Regions from separate parts of the Mus musculus genome. Here regions 2 and 3 are each linked to region 1. A link is a contact called in public HiCAR-type data. All regions are on one chromosome and are shown on one strand. The core of a region is the stretch at or near the end of the contact, and the rest is flanking DNA. Distances in the headings are between cores, read along the strand shown. Region 1 has its middle 13 kb from the start of Gm830. Region 2 overlaps Fggy (FGGY carbohydrate kinase domain containing). Region 3 overlaps Junos (a long non-coding RNA gene).

The links. HiCAR-type assays count read pairs that join an accessible place to other places.
Region 2: a HiCAR-type map of fibro-adipogenic progenitors shows a contact between it and region 1, with 3 times the contacts expected there. The contact joins two enhancer-like sites. A contact is called at or near these places in 3 of 15 datasets of contacts at CTCF or cohesin (the NIH/3T3 cell line and large pre-B cells), 2 of 484 Hi-C or Micro-C datasets (the C10 cell line and bone marrow-derived macrophages) and 2 of 115 datasets of contacts at active chromatin or transcription factors (embryonic fibroblasts and fibro-adipogenic progenitors).
Region 3: a HiCAR-type map of fibro-adipogenic progenitors shows a contact between it and region 1, with 4 times the contacts expected there. The contact joins two enhancer-like sites. A contact is called at or near these places in 1 of 484 Hi-C or Micro-C datasets (embryonic fibroblasts) and 4 of 115 datasets of contacts at active chromatin or transcription factors (embryonic fibroblasts, embryonic limb bud, embryonic stem cells and 1 more).

The regions. Positions count from the first base shown.
Region 1 is chr4:95,499,143-95,501,774 of GRCm38.p6, reverse strand. No RefSeq gene overlaps it. Among named protein-coding and RNA genes, the nearest start is that of Gm830, 13 kb to the right of the region's middle. Within about 2 kb of position 1,309, at least 19 of the 459 cell types and tissues checked have an H3K27ac peak or open chromatin away from gene starts, as enhancers often do. A contact at or near this core is called in fibro-adipogenic progenitors, where this site is marked.
Region 2 is chr4:95,864,124-95,866,755 of GRCm38.p6, reverse strand. All of the region lies in intron 14 of Fggy (FGGY carbohydrate kinase domain containing), which reads right to left. Among named protein-coding and RNA genes, the nearest start is that of Hook1, 100 kb to the left of the region's middle. Within about 2 kb of position 1,330, at least 13 of the 459 cell types and tissues checked have an H3K27ac peak or open chromatin away from gene starts, as enhancers often do. A contact at or near this core is called in fibro-adipogenic progenitors, where this site is marked.
Region 3 is chr4:95,152,683-95,155,314 of GRCm38.p6, reverse strand. It overlaps Junos (a long non-coding RNA gene), which reads right to left. Exons shown (of 5, transcript XR_867920.3): 3 at 1,680-1,723. Among named protein-coding and RNA genes, the nearest start is that of Gm12708, 39 kb to the left of the region's middle. Within about 2 kb of position 1,299, at least 91 of the 459 cell types and tissues checked have an H3K27ac peak or open chromatin away from gene starts, as enhancers often do. A contact at or near this core is called in fibro-adipogenic progenitors, where this site is marked.

The DNA of each region.
Region 1 (2,632 bases), core at 60-2,559:
GGGTATTCAGCTGCCCCACAGATACCCTGCTTAGGAGTGACGCTCTCGTTCTTCCAAACGCCAAGTGTCTAATGAGCATCTAAATGAGAAAACTTTGTAGCAAGACAGAAGATGTCTGTAAAAAGAAAACATCTAATGGATTTCTAGTTCTGTCAAGATTTAAATTTGTAATGAAGATGATATTTGAAATTAAAGACTTAAGTTAGAAGCTACTGAAGGTCATTTTTTTCATCCCAGAAGGGCTCATGGCACTGGGAGAAGTCTATGTCTCTCGGTTCACTAGCATACCTTTCAATCTGTGGCTGCAGGCAAAACTAGTCTATGGACCAGACACCACACTGGACTCAGCGTGTGGTGGCTGCAGCTGTCCCCCTCTTTCTCCCTGGGGGTCCCCTGGGGCATGCCATATTTCTCTCAAACATTCTTGGAATATTTCATGATTCATTCTTGAAGCATGAACTTTTTAACTCTTTTCCCCTGGAGGATTTTTTTTTTTCCTAGCTTACTTACAGGTTGACATGGAAACTCACAGAACCTCTGTAAACAGATCAGGAGAGATACCATTCAGTGGTCAGTAGCCTATTCATCTTAGCAAGCCTGACTTGCTGAAACTCACTCATTTATTTGCTTGCTCCAGAATGCATCACAACAAAAAGAATCTTATTTTATTGAAAAGTGACTTGGTCAGAGGCACAGCATGATGTAGAAGCTATTTGCATTTCAAATCAATGAACCCATGGTGCCTGACTTAGTATACTTGATTATACTAGATGAGGAAATGAGCCAATTTCTTTGCTTTGTTAATGATTCTCATGACTTTACATAATATTTTTAAATTATAATAATGGGATAGAAAAGTTGAACTGGGATGGCCCTAGATTCCTAATAAGAGAATGAAAATCCACAAGAAAAATTCTTTGGAGACAGAACTAATATGTATCCCTAAAGATTTACAATTTTTTCACTTCTGATGTTCTAATAGCCTTCAATAGATTCATGATCACCTCTCCTGTAGCAAAGGGAATTAGGACCCAAGGAACCAATGAACTTCCTCAAGTTTGCCAAGCTGCCTAAATCAGCTCATGTAGAATGTTTGAGGTCTTTTCACAATCCTTCAGTCTCTGGATATAATTGTCATGTTTGTGAAAGGCTAAATTTCCCCAGAACTGAAAGCATCCCTTGCTCAGAAACTGGGCAGATCTTTGCATTTTCTTAGGAGGAAAGAGACTGTGATAGTAGCTGTTACACCCTACTCCATTCCCCATGCCCCACCCTCTGACATCATGGGTGTACAGCTCATTTCTGGAAGGAATCACCTATAAAAGATCCACCCAGTGGCTCAACATCATAAAAATGAGTCCATGCTCTGAGCCAGTCGAGTAAGTCCCAGATCCCAAAGCAAAGCAAGAAGCCAACGGTTTCATGAATTTCAGCCCAGATACCAGAGCCTTCGACTCAGAGCTTGGAACCATTAAACATATTCCAGTAGTTCCATGTCAGTGACTTAAGATTATAGTTCTATAGGATAGTCTTTAAATAGATCCAATAGCCTTGAGAACACAGCATCAGTGCTTAGCATGACAAACAAAGTTATTCATGACATAAGTCTTGCATCAGTACCTCTTTCCTTTCCTTCCCACTCATATAAGGACATGGAAGTACACCAAGCATCACACACCCCTGGCTCTTTGCAGAAGCTGGGATTTCTTGTTGGTGCTTTTCTTTTGTTACCTCATCACTGTCTAGATAATTCTAACCCCAGCCTCACCTTTCCTATGAGAAGTCTTCCTGAAAGTTCATGTCAAGGTAAGGTGTTCAGCTTATCATCATGAATATCTGACATTGTGCTTCTCTGTTTAATCAGCCTTAGGCTGTGAGCAGCACAGTCACAGAGAATGCATCTTGACCAACAGCAGCATCCTTGGAGCCCATCATGAACAAAGTAACTGAAGAGCTTGTGGATATACACATCATCAGAGTGAGGCCCTTCTAGGTGATCACTCAGAAAAGGTATGTCACGCTGACTGTTCAACTTCTCAGTATTCGACTTCTGAGTCCAATTTTCACAGACATCTTGAGCTTTCTTCCTCACACACATCTCCTTCTCTTTCTGTTCATTCACATCTTACTCAGTTACTCTTCCGTCCATGCCTAGAATTTCCACTTCAATCAAAAGTAGCCAAATTGATCTACAAAGCTGCCGTACCTTCTGCTTCTCCAGACTGGAACATCAAAAATGTTCTATATTCAGTTCCCTTCCCAACTCCAACCAGCTTTCTTAGCAATCCTTACATAAATTTTTTGATGTTTACTCTGACTTACTAATAATCCCTTATAGGCAAAGGATTTGCAACAGGAGAGAGAAGGAAGTGAAAATAAAATGCTATCTTACCCTGTTTGGGAGGTTAACAAAATATGTTAAGAAGGTAACAAAAACTTTTTATTCATGGTTTTGGGGCCTTTGGAATATAAGATCAAGGCAACAAAAGATTGGTGTCTTTTACGAGCCCATTTCCTGGCTTATGATATTTGTGCGTGTTCCTGTGGCAAACAAGTTTCTTCAGAAGTCTTTTTTTTGTTTGTTTGGTTTTGTTTTTGTTTTTTGGAGACAGGGTTTCTCTGTGTAATCCTG
Region 2 (2,632 bases), core at 81-2,580, 360 kb before region 1:
CAGGACTAGTAGAAATCTTCCAGTTCTTTTTATGGTACCTCTTGTCACCTTTGAGGACCTTAACTGCTGGCTTACACAGCATCTACCACTCTTTTGTCCTTAGAAAAGACTAGCAAAATGCCAATTCTTTGGTTAAGTAAAATCGGGCACCATTACATCTGTATGACACCCAATCCAGGAGGTTCAGAAGCGTATTTATATATTAACATCTCGATGGACTTGCACTATGAAGATATTTAGTTAATTTAACTTGAGCATTTTCCATCACATAGTTAATTTGAGTACTGTCCAGGCCAGTGCTTCCCAGTGTTGTCTTTTAACATGTCAGAGCGCAGTGTTTGGGAAATCATCACTTGTAGAGAACTTGTTTCATTAGTAAAGCTTCCTCTTGTTTCTATCAAGCCTTTGGTCCGGTTCTCTCTTCCTACCTAAAACAGCATAGAAAGAAAGGCAGGCCTAAAACTGGGTCTGATACAAAGCCACTGTAGGCAAGACTCCTCTGAAGACAGAAAGGGGCCTGTGACTGATCGGAGCACTCTAAAAGGCACCAGAGCATCTGGTGAGTGTGAGTACTGCCATCAGTGCCCCACGGAGGTGTTGAGCTTGACATACATATGTCATTTCAAATGTTCTTCCTGCTCCTTCCTCTTCTCCTCTGCCATCCCTGCTGTTAACACTTATGGCGGCCTGCCAGGCAGCCAGCCTTTCTGTGCCCTTCCAGGACTCATTTAAGCCTCATCTCCCACCTTACTAAGAGAGCACTGGTGTCATCCCCATTTTCCATGGGGTAAACTGAAGTGCAGGGAGAATGAAGAGAGCCCAGATTGTGTAAATCAGGCAGGGCATGTTGCAGATTTATAATAGGAAATGTTGCTGGGAAGCTGAGGCTCTGAATATCTGAGCCTTGGGCTTTTTACTAAGACAAAGGAGAGAGAGCAGCCCTGTCTACCTCACTCCAGCATGAGTTCTTCCAAACCTGGCTGGAAAATGTTAATCACATTACAGTTTACTAAGCACTTCCATATCCCTCATTATATCAAACCTCCTGACGATGGTTATGAAATATCACTGTTCTATTTTACGGAGGTTTGAACGGACTTCCAGAAAGCTACTATAGTAATACTGACTTAATATGATCGCCTCTCATGTTTGTCAGTAGACTTGCTGAAGTCCACAGGATACAGTTAAGGCTCAGACTTAAATCTTCCAAGGCTGAGCTTAAGTCCCCCCTCGTCCCTCCAGCATGGAGCTCGACACCATGCCTCTAGCACTGTCAGACCAGCTGTAGCAGAGAGCTTACAGCATCAGCTCGGTATGCTGTTGATGTGGCTTTTTAAAATGACTCAACATTCAACATTAATTTTTCTCCCATTGCCATGGTGATGGCTTACTACTGCTGGAAGGTGACCATGAGATGGCCAAGGCAAAATTATTTTCCTTATTTTCCTAATACTCTCCAGCAACTCGTTTTTGTTATGGTTGTTTTCATTTTGCCCTTTAATCTAATGGAATGAGGCTTTTGCCATATAATATGATTTGGGGCTTCTCAAACTGGGATCCAGGTTGAACCTGCAGTGGTCACTTAGGAGTTCAGGAGACATTCCCTTTTCTCAGAACAGAAGACTGTGTGACCAGCTTTGGTTCAAGCACCATCTATGACACTAGCTATCTCATCATATGAAGAATATTTCTGGGTCTTGTCTCATTCATTTGAAATAAGGAGGCCTATTAGGCAAGGTTAGTTCATGAATTTATATAACACTAACATAAAATTTAGAATGCAATGCATACATAAGAAACAGGAGTAGCAGTTGCAACAATGAACATAATAGCGATGATTACTGTTTTCAGAGAACAAATGAGACAGGTTCAGAGTTAGGAGTCAAAGACATTTATTGTCATTCAGCTATCAATCATGCTAATTAGCTCTTCCATCAAACCTGTTCTTTTCCTTTTTAACTCTTGACCCAAGATATAATATGCATTTACATTTATTGTTTCACCATCTTGCCCACTCAATTGTAGATGTGATGAGGATTTTACTTGTCCAAATACCTAGGGCTATTTGCTTAATGAATGAAAAGGATTTGCCAAGCAGCATGTCTGTGTCTGGCTGTGTTAGACACTAGAGATAGGGAAATGAGTTAACCGAAATTCTTATTCTTGGGGCATTTACATAAAGGGTCTTTATCAAGGACAAACATGAAGGGAATGGACATCTACCAGTGACTCTATTAATCTAATGGCATGGGTGGGATTAAACCTTACATGATGTTCCAGCACAGGGTCGGGTCCTGATATCTCAAAGCTTTAAGTGCTGAGAAGGAATTAAGCTGACACTGTTAATTCCAACCTCCGTCCATCAGCAAAGGATGATGGTGAAGGCAGGGAGGACCTGTTCCATGGCTCTTCCCAGATGTCTCCTCTGGTAGTGAAGCCAGAGGTCAGAGTCCCAGATAGAAAGCCAATCTCAAAAAGCATCCTGGGAAGAATTCTACCTGCAAGAGCTGACAGAGAGTCTCTTTGTAACAAGTCACCAGACACTGTCTGATAGACGGAAGCACCTCCCTACTAGAGAGTCAGTTTGACAGCTGTGAAGGTACACAGCCCCATGGTGACAGCTTTCCAGTCT
Region 3 (2,632 bases), core at 50-2,549, 350 kb after region 1:
ACACAGGAAAAAAAGAAATGCTAATTAACCCAATGGATCTGAAACCATCCTTTCAACCCTGTAGCCCATTAAAAATATTAGTAAGGCATTTCACTGGCTTCTTTAAAAATAGCCTTTGAAATCTGGTGGTCAGAAGTTTAATGTGGCTAGTGTTTACTGCACCAGACTGCACAGGACTGAAGATCTGTCTGCAGGTAAAACTGAGCACCTCCTGCCTACATCTCCCTTCCATGATCCTTGGGTACAAAGGCATGGTCTACAACTACCACCAACGTGAAGATGGGTCTTCCTGTTCAATGGGTCCAACATGCTGCCAAGTGTCTCCTCCTTTCCCCGACTACAGAACTCAGTCCTGGGATAGTTCTCACTGTCTCCCTAAGAAAGAGCATTTCACATATAAATATACTCTGTAGACCAGGGACCTCTCTTGCCCATTGTGGCGCAGCACAAATGGTGGTCTTCATCACCCTTTTCTCTTACACTGAACCGACAGCATCGAATTGGTTAACAGTGTTTTTAGGGCATCTCCTTTTTGCTCCCTGGGACCAGTTTCCCCATCTGTCAAATAACAGGTTTGAATCTTCCAAGGCTCGGCCCTTTAGCCTGCTCCCGTGCACACCGCCAGTCTGCCTCCCTGCTAGTTTCCCCCATTAAAACGAAATCTCCGGTTATTATCTCTACTCGAAGCATAATAAGCACATTTTGCGTGCTTAGCACGTGCCGGGCCCCGTGTAAAGAGCTGTGAAAAGGGCACTTCATTTGGCCTTCTCCGTAGCCAAGTAAAGTAAGCACTGTGATTATCCTCTTCTATAATTGTGGAAACTGAGGCATCGGGTGGTTGACTCATAGGTCAGAGGCCTAATGAGGGCACGAGCTGAGCTGAGGACTACTGCCCAGGGGTCCTTTCCAGGCCCCCTTTGCTCCAGCTGTGAATCACGTTCCATCCTTGAACCCGAGGTAAACTCGGGTCTCCCGTGACAGTTCAGGAAAACCAGGTTTCCCTCCATATCCTTGTTTGTAAAACCGGAGATTATCCTCCTTCTGTTTTCCAGAGGAAGGAAGCACCGCTGGGCCTGCCTTGCTGAGGAAATCCTACCCTTTGCAAAGGGACTTTCTTCCCATCCCCTTGACCTTTCAGGAAAGGGGGGAGGCCCCGGGAAGGCTCTGGAAGAGGACCGCAGAGCTGAGTTCGCCCTGTCTAGGGCAGGAGTATTTTTAGAGTTGGCTCTACACTGTTTACAAGGAAGCTGGTCCCCTGAGCCTGCCTGCTCCCTCCAGGGAACACTGGCTGCCAGCCCCACCCACCCGCTTTACTTTGCCCCTGGCCCTCCCTTCCTCCCTCCCAGCTCTTATCCTAAGTCTCCATCAGCTCCTGGGCTCTATTTGCAATCGGGTATGCTACAGGACTGCCCCAGGCAAAGAAACCTGAAATTTTTCCTGCAGAGGATCAACTGTGTTGGGGCACTGGGAAACAAGCTGCTTACAGCTACAATGGCCTGGGGGGCCTTCTGGGAGCCCTTTCCAGCAGCCAAGCCAAGGGCCTGCTGAGCTGTCTGCTGTCTGCTGTCTGCTGTTCCAAGAAAGGGAGACAGACCCTCAGAACTTGCCAATGTGAGGGGGCAAAGGACTGCAGGCCCTAGTCGGCAGGCCCAGCGGCTGGCTCTGCCTACAACTCTTACCTGGTGTGATACTGCTCTCCTGTAGATCTTCTCCAGGCTGGTGACTGTAAAGTATTAATAGGACAGTCTCTAGCATGTGCCAGGCATGCAACACCCAGGATCGCGGCAATCATTTCTCTAATTCTGATGCTTCTCCCAGTGTCTACCTGAAGGAGACTTTTAGCAAAGGATACTTTCTTTATTCTTTTAGCTCAGAGATCATTCACTTCTAAGTCGGTGGATAAACTCTGAATCCCCAAGCCAGGCATGCCCAGGAGCTTGCTAGCCAGCCAACCCAACTGAAATGTTAAGCTTTAGATTCAGTGGGAGACCCAGTCTCTCAAACTTCAAAAGGAATGTGATAGAGGAAGGCAAGACACCTGATGCACTTCTCTGGCCTATGTGTGCACATGTGTGCACACATTAAAATAATAATAATAATAATAATAATAATAATAATAATAATAATAATAATAATAATAAATTGTCCTTTGGCCATGTACATTCATAAAACATTAGTCAGGCCATTTATTCCTTCCCCTCCAGCTCTGACCCATCCTCCTGCCGTCCTGAAGTCTTGCAGAAGATATTCAAATGTGCTTGTCTGGGTCAGTCTCTAACTTCTAGAGCAGGCCCTTTATGTGTCTGGCTTCTGAGAGCATCACCCAGACCAGTCCTCATAGACTTGGCCCAAGTGAACCAGACTTCCCAGAGTCTAGCCCTAAGCTGGCAGTGCTGAGTGGGAAGCTAAACCTAGGTGACCTAGGCAGACTGGTGCCACCTGATCCCTCTTCAGATGTGTGTATACAAATGGCAAGGTCTCAGAGATCCTCTGGGGAAGTGGCCTTTCTCCTCCTGGTTGCAGACTGGACTTCTTCAGCAGCTGAGAGCTTCTAGGTGTTTAGTTGGGACAGTTTCTTTCCCACAGGCATTTCCTCTTCCTCCTCCTCTTCCTGGCCACCTACTCTTCCTCC